Linked DNA regions of Astyanax mexicanus: region 2 is linked to region 1. A link is a contact called in public Hi-C data. All regions are on one chromosome and are shown on one strand. Each heading gives the region's core, a stretch centred on a gene start, on an enhancer-like site or on the middle of the called end of the contact. The rest is flanking DNA. Distances are from core to core; before and after follow the strand shown.

The links. A called contact is a pair of places that touch in the nucleus more often than the background predicts.
Region 2: a contact with region 1 is called in a Hi-C map of blood, with 2.4 times the contacts expected there. The contact joins two enhancer-like sites. A contact is called at or near these places in 2 of 3 Hi-C or Micro-C datasets (blood and muscle).

The regions. Positions count from the first base shown.
Region 1 is chr8:28,140,833-28,146,287 of AstMex3_surface, reverse strand. It overlaps dennd4c (DENN/MADD domain containing 4C), which reads left to right. Exons shown (of 34, transcript XM_022678282.2): 15 at 377-507; 16 at 2,032-2,164; 17 at 4,241-4,447; 18 at 5,145-5,273. Among protein-coding and RNA genes, the nearest start is that of acer2, 18 kb to the right of the region's middle. Within about 2 kb of position 2,072, the one cell type or tissue checked has an H3K27ac peak away from gene starts, as active enhancers do.
Region 2 is chr8:28,175,237-28,180,606 of AstMex3_surface, reverse strand. All of the region lies in intron 1 of dennd4c (DENN/MADD domain containing 4C), which reads left to right. Among protein-coding and RNA genes, the nearest start is that of dennd4c, 11 kb to the left of the region's middle. Within about 2 kb of position 2,181, the one cell type or tissue checked has an H3K27ac peak away from gene starts, as active enhancers do.

The sequences.
Region 1 (5,455 bases), core at 823-3,322:
GGAGTAAATAATTAACTCTGCCATCTGCTGTTGGGTACAGTGGCACATTGTTAATCTAAACATGTTGAGCCGTAACGGAAGTGGAAAGTCCCTGTTTTGGGGGGGGGGGGGGGGTGCACTGTGAGTTTATAAGAAACATTTAAAAACATATCTTATGAAAATCTATAAACTGCATGTTGCTTTATTTATCCTACAGTACATTTATCAGTACACCGTGTGCATTTCTAAACATGTAGAAAGTCAGGCATTACATTAGAAAGTACAAGTCTCGCCTGTCATGTACTGTTCAAAGGTCTTCCTAGAAATACAGTCAGACAAAAGGACATTGAAAGGTTGAAAGTTAGGCTAGTAGCATTCAAGGTGACCTGTCTTACAGGTTGAAGGAGAGTGGTCAGAGGATGCAAAGCTGCTGGAGCTGGATGAGTCTCAAAAGAGTGAGCACACTGTCTTCATCATGCCTCCAGAACCACCTCCTGATGACGGCTCACAGCCTCCTGCTACATACAGGTGAATGCCCAGAGTTGTTTGTTTTACATGAAGTTATACACAACGAGTCAGAATGTTATGACCACCTTTTTGTTTCTACAATCACTGTCAGATTTTTTCAGCTCCACTGAACAGTTAGTAGCACTTTGTAGTTCTTTAATTAGAGACTGTAGTCAATATTTTCTTTGCATACTTTATTATCCTGTTTTCTCCCTGTTCTGAAATTGTCTGGACCATCGCAGAGCTGGTATTATTTGGGTGGTGGGTCATTCTGAACACTGCAGTGACACTGACATGTAGGGGTGGGTATAGTCACTGATTTTCCAGTTCGATTCGATTCCGATTTAAAAGGTCCGGATTCTATTCAAAATCGATTAATTTAGGACAATTTCAATTACAATAATAATTGTAGTTTGAATATGAAACTTCCATTATTAAAATATTAGCGTTTATACTATATAGACTTAACACAACAGTTACAATCTTTTTTTAATATAATTTAATGTAACTTAATTAATTGCGACATTTTGCTTCACATCTCTATACAGGTTTAGTTTAGTGCGCCAGCCACAAGTGATGCTGGAAAACCTGGCTAAAGGTGGTTTAGCTTAGCCAGTGAATCAGCTAACCGGCTAAGCTAGCGGTGGATTCAGCCGATCAGGTCATACTTTAAATAAAGTACAGGTGAAAACAACACTGGAAAACAACTTAAAACTGTGTTAAATGTACTAGGTTGATAAACACAGGCAGCAGTGAGTGAAAATACAGAGGAAAACAACATTTTCACAACAGTGTTGTGTTGGTATGGAGGGTATCATGCTAGAATTTTTAAACACCTCAGAGTCACTGCTGAACTGAAAATAGTGCATCAACCAGAAATATCCAGGCAACAGTGTGCTATTAAAGGACAAGAATTGCAGCAACAGATTAACTCCTTTCTTAGTTTACGTCTACAAGGTGTAGCAGCTAGGTAGGAGTGTCTGTCAGAGTGAACAGTGAGTGGACACAGTGTTTAAAAACTCAGGCAGCCCTGCTGCGTCTGATCCACCCTTATCAGAGCAACATACTCTAACACATGCTACCATGTCAGGATCATAGCATTGATGAGAATGACCAGTAATTAGTACAGCTTACAATTGAATTTTTATCAGAATAGACATTTATGTAAGTTTTTATTTAACAGTTTTCACAAATTAGAAGCTTTTAGAAGTTTATACACCCATCTCAGTACAGTAATATAATCTCTGAAGAGCCTTTTTTCCATTAGTGCAAGGCTCGTGTCATCGATGTCCTTGTCTTTATTGGTATTTAAGACCTGCCACTCACTCCAATGTTAGCCTTGAATCTGTGCCCAGTGGTCAAGACTTCAGGTGCTGGTGCCAGGCTTTCTGCATAGGAAGTCTTGCACTTACTGTCTCCTTTTTCTTTCTCATTTTAATGAGTTCATTATTGACTGATCGGCTAAGCCTTCTGTTTTTTTTGTTGTGTTTTTTGCTAAAAAACTCACCTTTTTGTCATTAAATCATGCTTCATCCTCTACCACAGCTACAAGAGCTTCCCCCGGTTGCGGTTGGAGTTGTTTGATCGGCCACAGGAGCTGAAGCCAGCACTCAGCAACAGAGCAGCAGGGGCCAGTCTGTCCAGCAGCCCTGCACTCCTGGCAAAAAGAACCAAGCAGGTGTGACTCCAGTTTATTTAGTACACTTCACTTCACTGAACACAGTCACACTGTGCTTACCACTAGAAACAGTGTAAATACATTTTAAATGAAAGTCAGTGTACAAACATATTGTTCTATTGGTCAATTTATCATGAAATATTGACATTGTTTACTTGGATCATTTTTCTTTTAAAACCTCTTGTAAGATTGAATGGGACATACACTTACACACATTTATAAATTCACATAATTTGAAACTGACGGCTACTTTTTATATTTCATCAACATTTAATGAACAGACCAATTGAAATGCTCTAAAAAGAATTTGAATAATTTTTTATGCTGTCTTCTATTGAAAGTTTTAGAGATTTCTTTTGTCAGATACCAAAAATATCTGTGCAGTATGTCAATTTTAACAATGCCTTCCAAAAATGCATTGTCATTCTTTTTCTACAAACTACAAACTTCACCATCACCATACTAAAAACTTCATGTGACTGCTTAACTTATAACATACAGCTGGATTTTTTAATGACACTGTCATTTAAAATGACAAAAGTATATTTTATTTATCCTCTATCAACACTAGTTTGGATATTCTGAGTGAATGACCAATCATGTTTGTAAGTGCTTGTTAGGATATCTGCTAAATTCTGTAAATGTAAATGTAGCTTTCAATGAAAGTCAATGGAACAAGATTTTATTTTAAGTCATTTTGGAGTCATTTCCACTAGTCCCTTCACCATTACATTTGAAACAATTTAAAGCACCAGAAAAGAAGCCCAGAATGACTTATCACTGCCTCAGTGGCCGCTCGCCCATACTTACTGACGATTTGGTTTGCAGTTGGAGAATAGAAGCTGCCTTATTTAAAAGTAACCGTGACTAAAAAAGAGGACAGGGGCTGTGAACCACAAGTGCCACCAAACAGAAAACAAAGCTGCACTTCACCTAGCTCTGTGGTTTGTCTCTTTTTGAGAATACCTCAGTGTTACTGATGCGTTTAACACACTTTCTACACTCGCTGACAGTTAAAAGAAAATGCACATGTGTCACACACACGCTGAGCTGGATTAGAGGGAGGGAAGAGCATGGCTGGGCGGAGACCATGCCTGTAGGGTGTTTGTTTTCCTTCTCCTCTGCTCTCTTGATCCTCCCCACTCTTGAAAGCCCACATCTCAAGCCCTTTGTAGATTATTACGGGGATTGAGCACATAAACATAGTGTTTTGGGTCAGTTTGGGTTAGTTTCCCTAGCCTTTTCTTTCTTAACTGTTTTAAGTACAAATAAACTACAAAGTAACTGCAGAAAAAATCTGAAGAAAGTCCTACATTAGTAGCTGCTTCAGGACTAAAAGTTTCAGTGTGGGAAGATTCCTGCATTGATTGAAATATTGTTTTTAGGCCACTCTTAATGTTTGGATGTTTGTCAGTGTGAGTCCCTGTTTTATATCAGACTGAACTGATCTATGGACTTGAGATCACTTCCCTTCTAGCACGTTTGGCAGGAGGTTTATGTTTAGCCTCAGTACGTTCAGGATGTGGGTTTACTCAAGCAGGTGCCACCCTTTGCTCATAGAGTGAAGGCACACTGTGTCTAATTTGGCAAGTTACATAGACAATGTGGACTAAATTCAGCTTAGTAATTTATGTGGTGTTAAACAGAAGCTTAAAGCAGTTGTCCTTAAGATTTTTATTTATTTATTTATTTATTTTTTCCATTTATGTTGAAAGCAGTGGAGTGGGGAGGGGACAAAATAATTTAGTAAATAGCATTAATGTGTTTCTGTAACCATCTTGACCAAACCAAATGTATTAATTCTAAATAGAATGGCCTGGTAGGTCCCAAATTTTTTTTTAGCGGTTTACCTTTGCAACTTCAGCACAGGAGACTGTACCACAATAAACATTTTAAAAGTACTTTCCTACACGCTCGGTCCAACTACACGTTCTCACAAGAGAGATCTCTAAACTCCCAGAACTTATGGACTCTGACTTTAATAAAATTCCCATTTACTAAGCTTTTAGAATCATAGTATCATTTTCATAATCTCCTAATTAAATAATAACTCCAATTGTGTCTTTCCCATCACAGGAAGTGAAGCTGGCCTACAAGATGGCAAAGCGCTGCTACTCAAACCCTCCCCAGTGGGCTAAGTGTCTGTACAGCCACTGCTACAGCCTGTGGTTCATTTGTCTGCCTGCAGGCCTGCGTATATCCCATTCTAAACCTAGGGCCATGCAGCAGGCCCTCAATGTCCTAGTAAAGATGAGGAGCACTGAGGTGGAGGTGCTGGATGAGGTATGTTTGTGGTTCTTATTGTTGTTCTGGAGGGCTGCAGTCCACCAAAACATCATAATTTTATCCTTTGATTTTACTTTGTCAAGGTTTTCGCAGGGCATCAGCAGCCAGAGTCCAAGAGAGCACAATTGGCCTTTCTCTCTTGGGAGTGCATAAATGGCATTTCCTCCATATATCACTCTTATTGTGATATTGGCCAGCACAGACATCTGTTAGCACTTTGCATGTGTCAGAGGAGGCATGATCTAGTCTTCAGAGCTGGCAATAGAATAGTAGTCTCTGGAGCAGATAAGCATAAACTTGTTGGCACCATGCCAGGCATGGGTTTGAGGGGTATAAATCCCCCAGCATTGTGCTGTGGAGTGATTGTGCCCCATCCAATACTTATGGGATGTGGAATTGGGAAGTTTGGGATAAGTTGGAGTGGTGATCATACAAAATATTGACCATGCTCATACTTTTGTCATCGAGTGCAATCAAATCCTCACAGCAATGCTCACAAATTAGTATAAAGCCTTACTCCATCAAAAGCAAGATAATCTCATTTTTTATCTCCTAATAAAAAACATAATAATGAACGTGTTGCATTGTTTTTGTTGATACAGTGTATTTTGTGGTAAATGTGATGTTGAGTGTTGAAGAAAAGTGAACACTTACAATAAACAGAAGCTAAAAAAGTGAATGTTGTCTGCGGCAGGTGTGTTATCGTGTGGTGATGCAGTTGTGTGGGCTGTGGGGGATGCCTGTCTTGGCTGTGCGTGTCTTAATGGAGATGAAGAAGGCTGGAGTCGAGGGCAATGCCATTACTTACGGATACTACAACAAGGTAGTGCACTGCATTCATTACTGTGGCACCACAGGAAGAAAATAGAAAAAAAGAGCACAGAGCTGTTTGTAGACACTAAAACAAGTCACGCCATACTCATGCACTTGAATGGCGTGGAACAGGAACTTGAATGTGTCAAGTCAGAACCTAGATAAAAAAAAAAGACTTATGAATAAAAATGT
Region 2 (5,370 bases), core at 932-3,431, 34 kb before region 1:
TACAACGGCGAGCTGCACTATGTTATTTAGGACAAGCTTTATCATCAAATGCGTAAAAAATAAGTAAAGGAAAGCTTGACTTTTTATATAATCAGGACTTCACATCTAAAGACAACACAAAATTAATCACTGTAGGCCACTATTCTTTCCATATATACTATTAATACAAAATATATATGCTATGTTTTTGAGAATCAATACAGCATTGCAAAACATATCACAGTACTTTGATATAATCAATGTTGCACAAGGTGCTTAAAACTGAGCAAAACTCTATAATATTTGTGTAAAGAAACTGTAATTCTAGTGTACCCTTTTAGTCTGTGTTTTAGAGATTCTGTATCTGTCTGCTTGTTGATGTTGTTTATAGCTGTCCAGGAGGAGGAGCTTATAATGTGGTCTGTGTTTTATGACAGTGAAGTAAGAGTGGAGCCCAGGAGCAAACAATACACATTTTTTTCACATAAAGCTGCTTTAATGAGGTTCTGTTAATGAATCTATGTTTTACTATTTGCTTGTTTTGTGAGAAAAAATATAATGTTTTTGTTTTTTATTCATACCACAAAACAAATGGCAACTTCAAAGCAACATAAACTATGTTCCCTAATGTAATGTTTTGTGTGTGTTTTTTTTTTTTTTTTTTTCACTACCTAAATATATTTTGCAATTTTGTGCCATTTATTGAAGTAGCTTTTTTTGTGTGAGAGTCTGAAGCTTGGCTGTATAGTGTTTCACCTCTGTTCTTACTATTCTCACTGCCAACACCACATTGTACTGACAGGTGGCTGAGAGCAAGTGCTACATATCCAATGGTGGCTGCTGATGACACTTTCCAAGTGTCACTTCAGTGAACTGTGTTCGTCCGTTAGTGGAAGGCCGTTGAATACTTGCTGAGAGATCACTTGAGCACACCCTGACAAACAAGCTATAGTAGATAAGTAGTAGGTCTGACTTGAATCAGGGTTTTTCTGGGGTTTTCTTACAAATTATCATAAAGTAAAGAATAAGATCATAACTGACATCACAGCTGATTTCGCAGGAACTGGCTTAAAAAAAAAACAAATGTTTTAAATGTTACTTTCATTTTTTTACACAGCAGTCTTACCGTGTAAAACAAAAACATTAAAGAATAAAGTTAATCAAAGATGCACTGAAAATTGATTGTTTTAAATATATATTTTTAATGTCTGCAGTTTCTTCTACTTAAAAAGTAGGTCCAGCAGTGTGAAGTACCTCTTCTTGTTGCTTAGCAACTCCTGCTCATCATAATACAGCATGGTAAAACGGTATGTTGTGATCAGGTATGACAGAAACCCAAAAAATGTACACATACCGTGCCATATCTGTGATTTTATATATATATATATATTTTTAATCTCACTTTCCAAGAATTATCCTAAAATGTTCTCATCAAACTGTTTTAGAATGAACTTCCCCATTGTCCTAGAATGTTCTTTATATTACTCTGTCCTAGACCATTCACTGCATCACACTGTTCTTTGATGTACTTCCCCATCACACTGTTCTGAAATAACTTCTTCATACTGTTCTAAAATATTCTTCTGGAATTAGCTTCCCTGTTACCCTGTCCATAAATGTTCTCCATCCAGTAATTGTGTTCTAGATTGTACTTTACCATATATGTTGCTCTGCTTGTTTTCCCTCCATTTATGCTTTTCTGGAAGGGTCTGGCTCATTTGCAATACCTGATATTCAATAAACAACTTAAAGTGCACCTCCAACAGACGAAATATATTTTTCTTAATGTTAGTTGGGTCAGTGTCCCACATCCATAGCTCAGGCAGGAGCTTGGTAATTAGCTGACTATTTGGATCAGGTGTGTTAGAAGGGGAAAATTCCAAACAGAGAACAACTTGTTTTAAAGTGTATTAAGAGGTTTTAAGAATTCTGATTGTGTGATTCCTGTTGCAGCTTCATGACTCTTTCTTTTGCCATTGAACATAGACTTTAAAAGCTTGTGATGTATCTCTATTAAATCTACACTAATGGAAACAGCTGTTAAACTGAGCGAGACAGAGAGAGGGAAAGAGAGAGACAGAGATTCAGAGTTTGCCATTCTTCTCAGCCGTGGCCATCCTGAATGAGACTAAGTAGTGGGGCCTCTCAGAGGCTGAACAGAGTGAACTGAGACAGACAGTGCGGGGCACAGGGATACCGGCCATCTGCCCAACTTCCCCCCCTGCCCTAGCAAATCATCCCTCTGCTACAAAGCACCAAGGCTTTTGTGTGCTTAGGGTGAGATCAGCTACTGATGGGAGGAGACCATGGATACTGGCTGGATTATGGGTGTTAACATTCAGCCTCAAAATCTCAGGATTGATCACTCTTCTTTTAACTTTTTAGTTAGTAGTTTTAGAACAATCTATTTTACACCACTTCTTCCTTTTCTTCACATTTTGAGACCTTTTCAGTGTTGGAAGTTGTAGCGCATGGGCTGTGTCCAGACTGTTATCCCAAATCTGAAGTTTGGCATATCTAGATTGATATCCAGTTCCAGACTGATTTCATATTTCTGATTTTTGTCTTCGGTGCCTTGTAAACAACACTATAAACTCCATAGCTCATATATATATATATATATATATCACTTTTTCTTTTTTCTCTGCTACCTGCTCACTTTTTTGTTCTCTTTAGTTTCTCTCCTCCACGAGTGCTCGTTATTAAAGGAATCCAGTTTGTGGTTCTTTGTGTACATAAACGATCTAAGATGCTTCTTGACAAGCTTTAAAAAACAGCTTAGTACAGTCGATGTATAGAATTAGTTTATATGTATTTTCTCTGCTTTTTAAAGCGTCATATGAGCTTTTGTGTTCTGCTCCAGCTGTTTTCCTGTCATCTTGATTTTCATTTGTTTGGTTCTGATTGGTCAGCTTGATTTAACTGCATCCTTACAACACAGACGTGGGCTCTAATTAAAATATGTAACATCACAGTCCATTCGTTTTAGATTTAATGTGGATAATTTCAATATATTGGCAATAAATGTGACAAAAGTTGTCTTTAGGGTGATTTTTCTATGTAAAAATAGGGATTTTTTTGTTGCTCTCTTTAATTTGCCCCATCCTAGTGCCCAGTAAAAAAAGGGAGCTTTAGTTTGCAATCCTTTGTGGACATTAACAGACTAGGATGCACCTAGACAAACGTGGCTACAGTTCTAAAAATTGCTACATAAAGTTAGTGTAAATTATCTAATTAATAAGGCCAAACTGTATGTATCTTTACAATGTAATTACAATGCAATTCCATTATTTGTGTAATTACATTAGACTTGTAACTCCAGTATAAAACTAAAGAAGAAGACATCAGACACCAAACATACCTTGGAAAGACCAGAATCCCATTTTTAGAGTGCAGGGCAATTCCTTCACTTTGTCATTTGCCTGCAGGCTGCAGAGACTGTGCTGCTCGATCTCAACCTTTTCAGTCTGAGGCCAGTGCTGCAGCCAAGAAATGTGACCTCAGCCTCACACAGACAAAAGAGCTTGGCTGTCCACTTGTACGCCTATGTAAGAAAGGAAGGCTCTGTGTAAAGGAAAATGGGAGTGAAGAACAATTGTGACTTTCAAAAAGTCTCAAATTCCTCACCTGCCCACAGCGGCACTAAATATAAGGTGCACAAATGTAAACTACCAATTAACTTGTGACTGCAGCTTTATATGTTCTTTTTGTATTTGCTTAACTACAAATATAAACTGGTAATGGAGTTATTTTAAGGCATTAGGGTTAATAAATGCTTCAGTGTAGATCAGTTATATTTTTTATTGTAGATTTCTGATTAATTAGTTGTGACAGGATATAGTTAGATAAACAGCTTATGCTAACCATCTGATATCATTAACGTGCATATTGGTGTACTTACAAACTTGGTGTGCTGTTGATTAAGCAACCATTGTGTGATTTAAGAGGAAAGGTTCTTTAAGTTCACTGAGTACAGTTTGTTCTTTTTTTTTATAAGAATACTTGTTTTGGGTATCTGGTGTATTGATTTTAGTGTGTTTAATTATGGATCTTAACTTAATCTGTGTAAATTATGTTTCCAGGGCTGTTGGTATTTATTAGATTGCTAAAATTCTTATTGCATTACAAGAGAAATTTTGTATTATGTGATTCAGTGAGCAGTGTAATGCTTTTTTTATCAAACTTTTTATTTTTCATATGCATAAAATGCTTAGTTTCTTTTCAGTCAGAACAGTGAGATCTGAAGATGAAAATATGAGGTCCAGATTACCAAGTTTGGTCTTTCTCCCATAATTCAGTTTTTATTTAGCGATTAAAGCACAGCATCACAACTTTTGAATTCAGAATATAGATTACCTTTTTCATTGATGCTGAATTAAGGATTACATCTCAGAACTAACTCACTCTGTTATCTCTCCCTCCTCGTCTTGTTTTTCCTCTTTTTCTAGCAGGATACTGTTTGTAATAAATACAGTTAATGGATTTTTAATCAATTGATAGCACTAGGTTAAAGACAACATAAAATGAACCACCATCAACCACCACCTTTTCAATATTGTGTTTTCATTTAAGAAATCCATAATTTAAGACTCATTCTTTGTTTTTTGTTTAAAAGTACAGCATTGCGAAACAGGGATTCTCTACACCCCTATTATTTACTCTGGGATTTGTCTTGGAAAGATGTTTACTTGCTGCTTTCTTGTTACTGTGATATAAATATATTTTTTGTTACGTTGTACATGGGGTTCAGGACAGGCTGTTCTTTCAGCATGGGTGTCACAAGAACACCCACTACCTTCCCATCCCCATTTGGGCAAAACTAAGTCATCTGGGCTGATGCTTTGAAATTGATGATAGATGTGACAGTAGTCTAATGAAATCAGGGTCTTGGCAAGATACTATCGATTGGCTGAGTTGAATGGCAGCTTAAGCTCTTTTGTGTGAATACAGAGTACTAGGCAGTTCCTCTAGCATCTGCACAGCTGAACACTGTTCAGCTGCACTCTGAACAAAGACTATTGTGACACCTGATCTGGTGTTCCTAAAAAACAGAGCAAAACCTGTTCTGAAATTAAGAAGGACTGAGAGTAGAATGTCGCACGGCATTGAATTACACTTCTTCTGAAAAGAGAGGGAAACAAAAGATCTAGGTTACAGACTATTGTCCTATATTAATGTATATTGAGCAGGATGTTTTTACTCTCAGTATTAATAATCTACCCTTAATTTATTGGACAGTCAAGGAATCACAGCTTTAAAAAAAAAAGCTAAACAATAATGATTAATGGTCTGCCTTATAAATACCACATATACCTTTTATAGCTTTTCTCTATTTCTATTAATTAATGTTATTTATTATTATCAAACACATTCTGAAGCATCAGGCTGTGT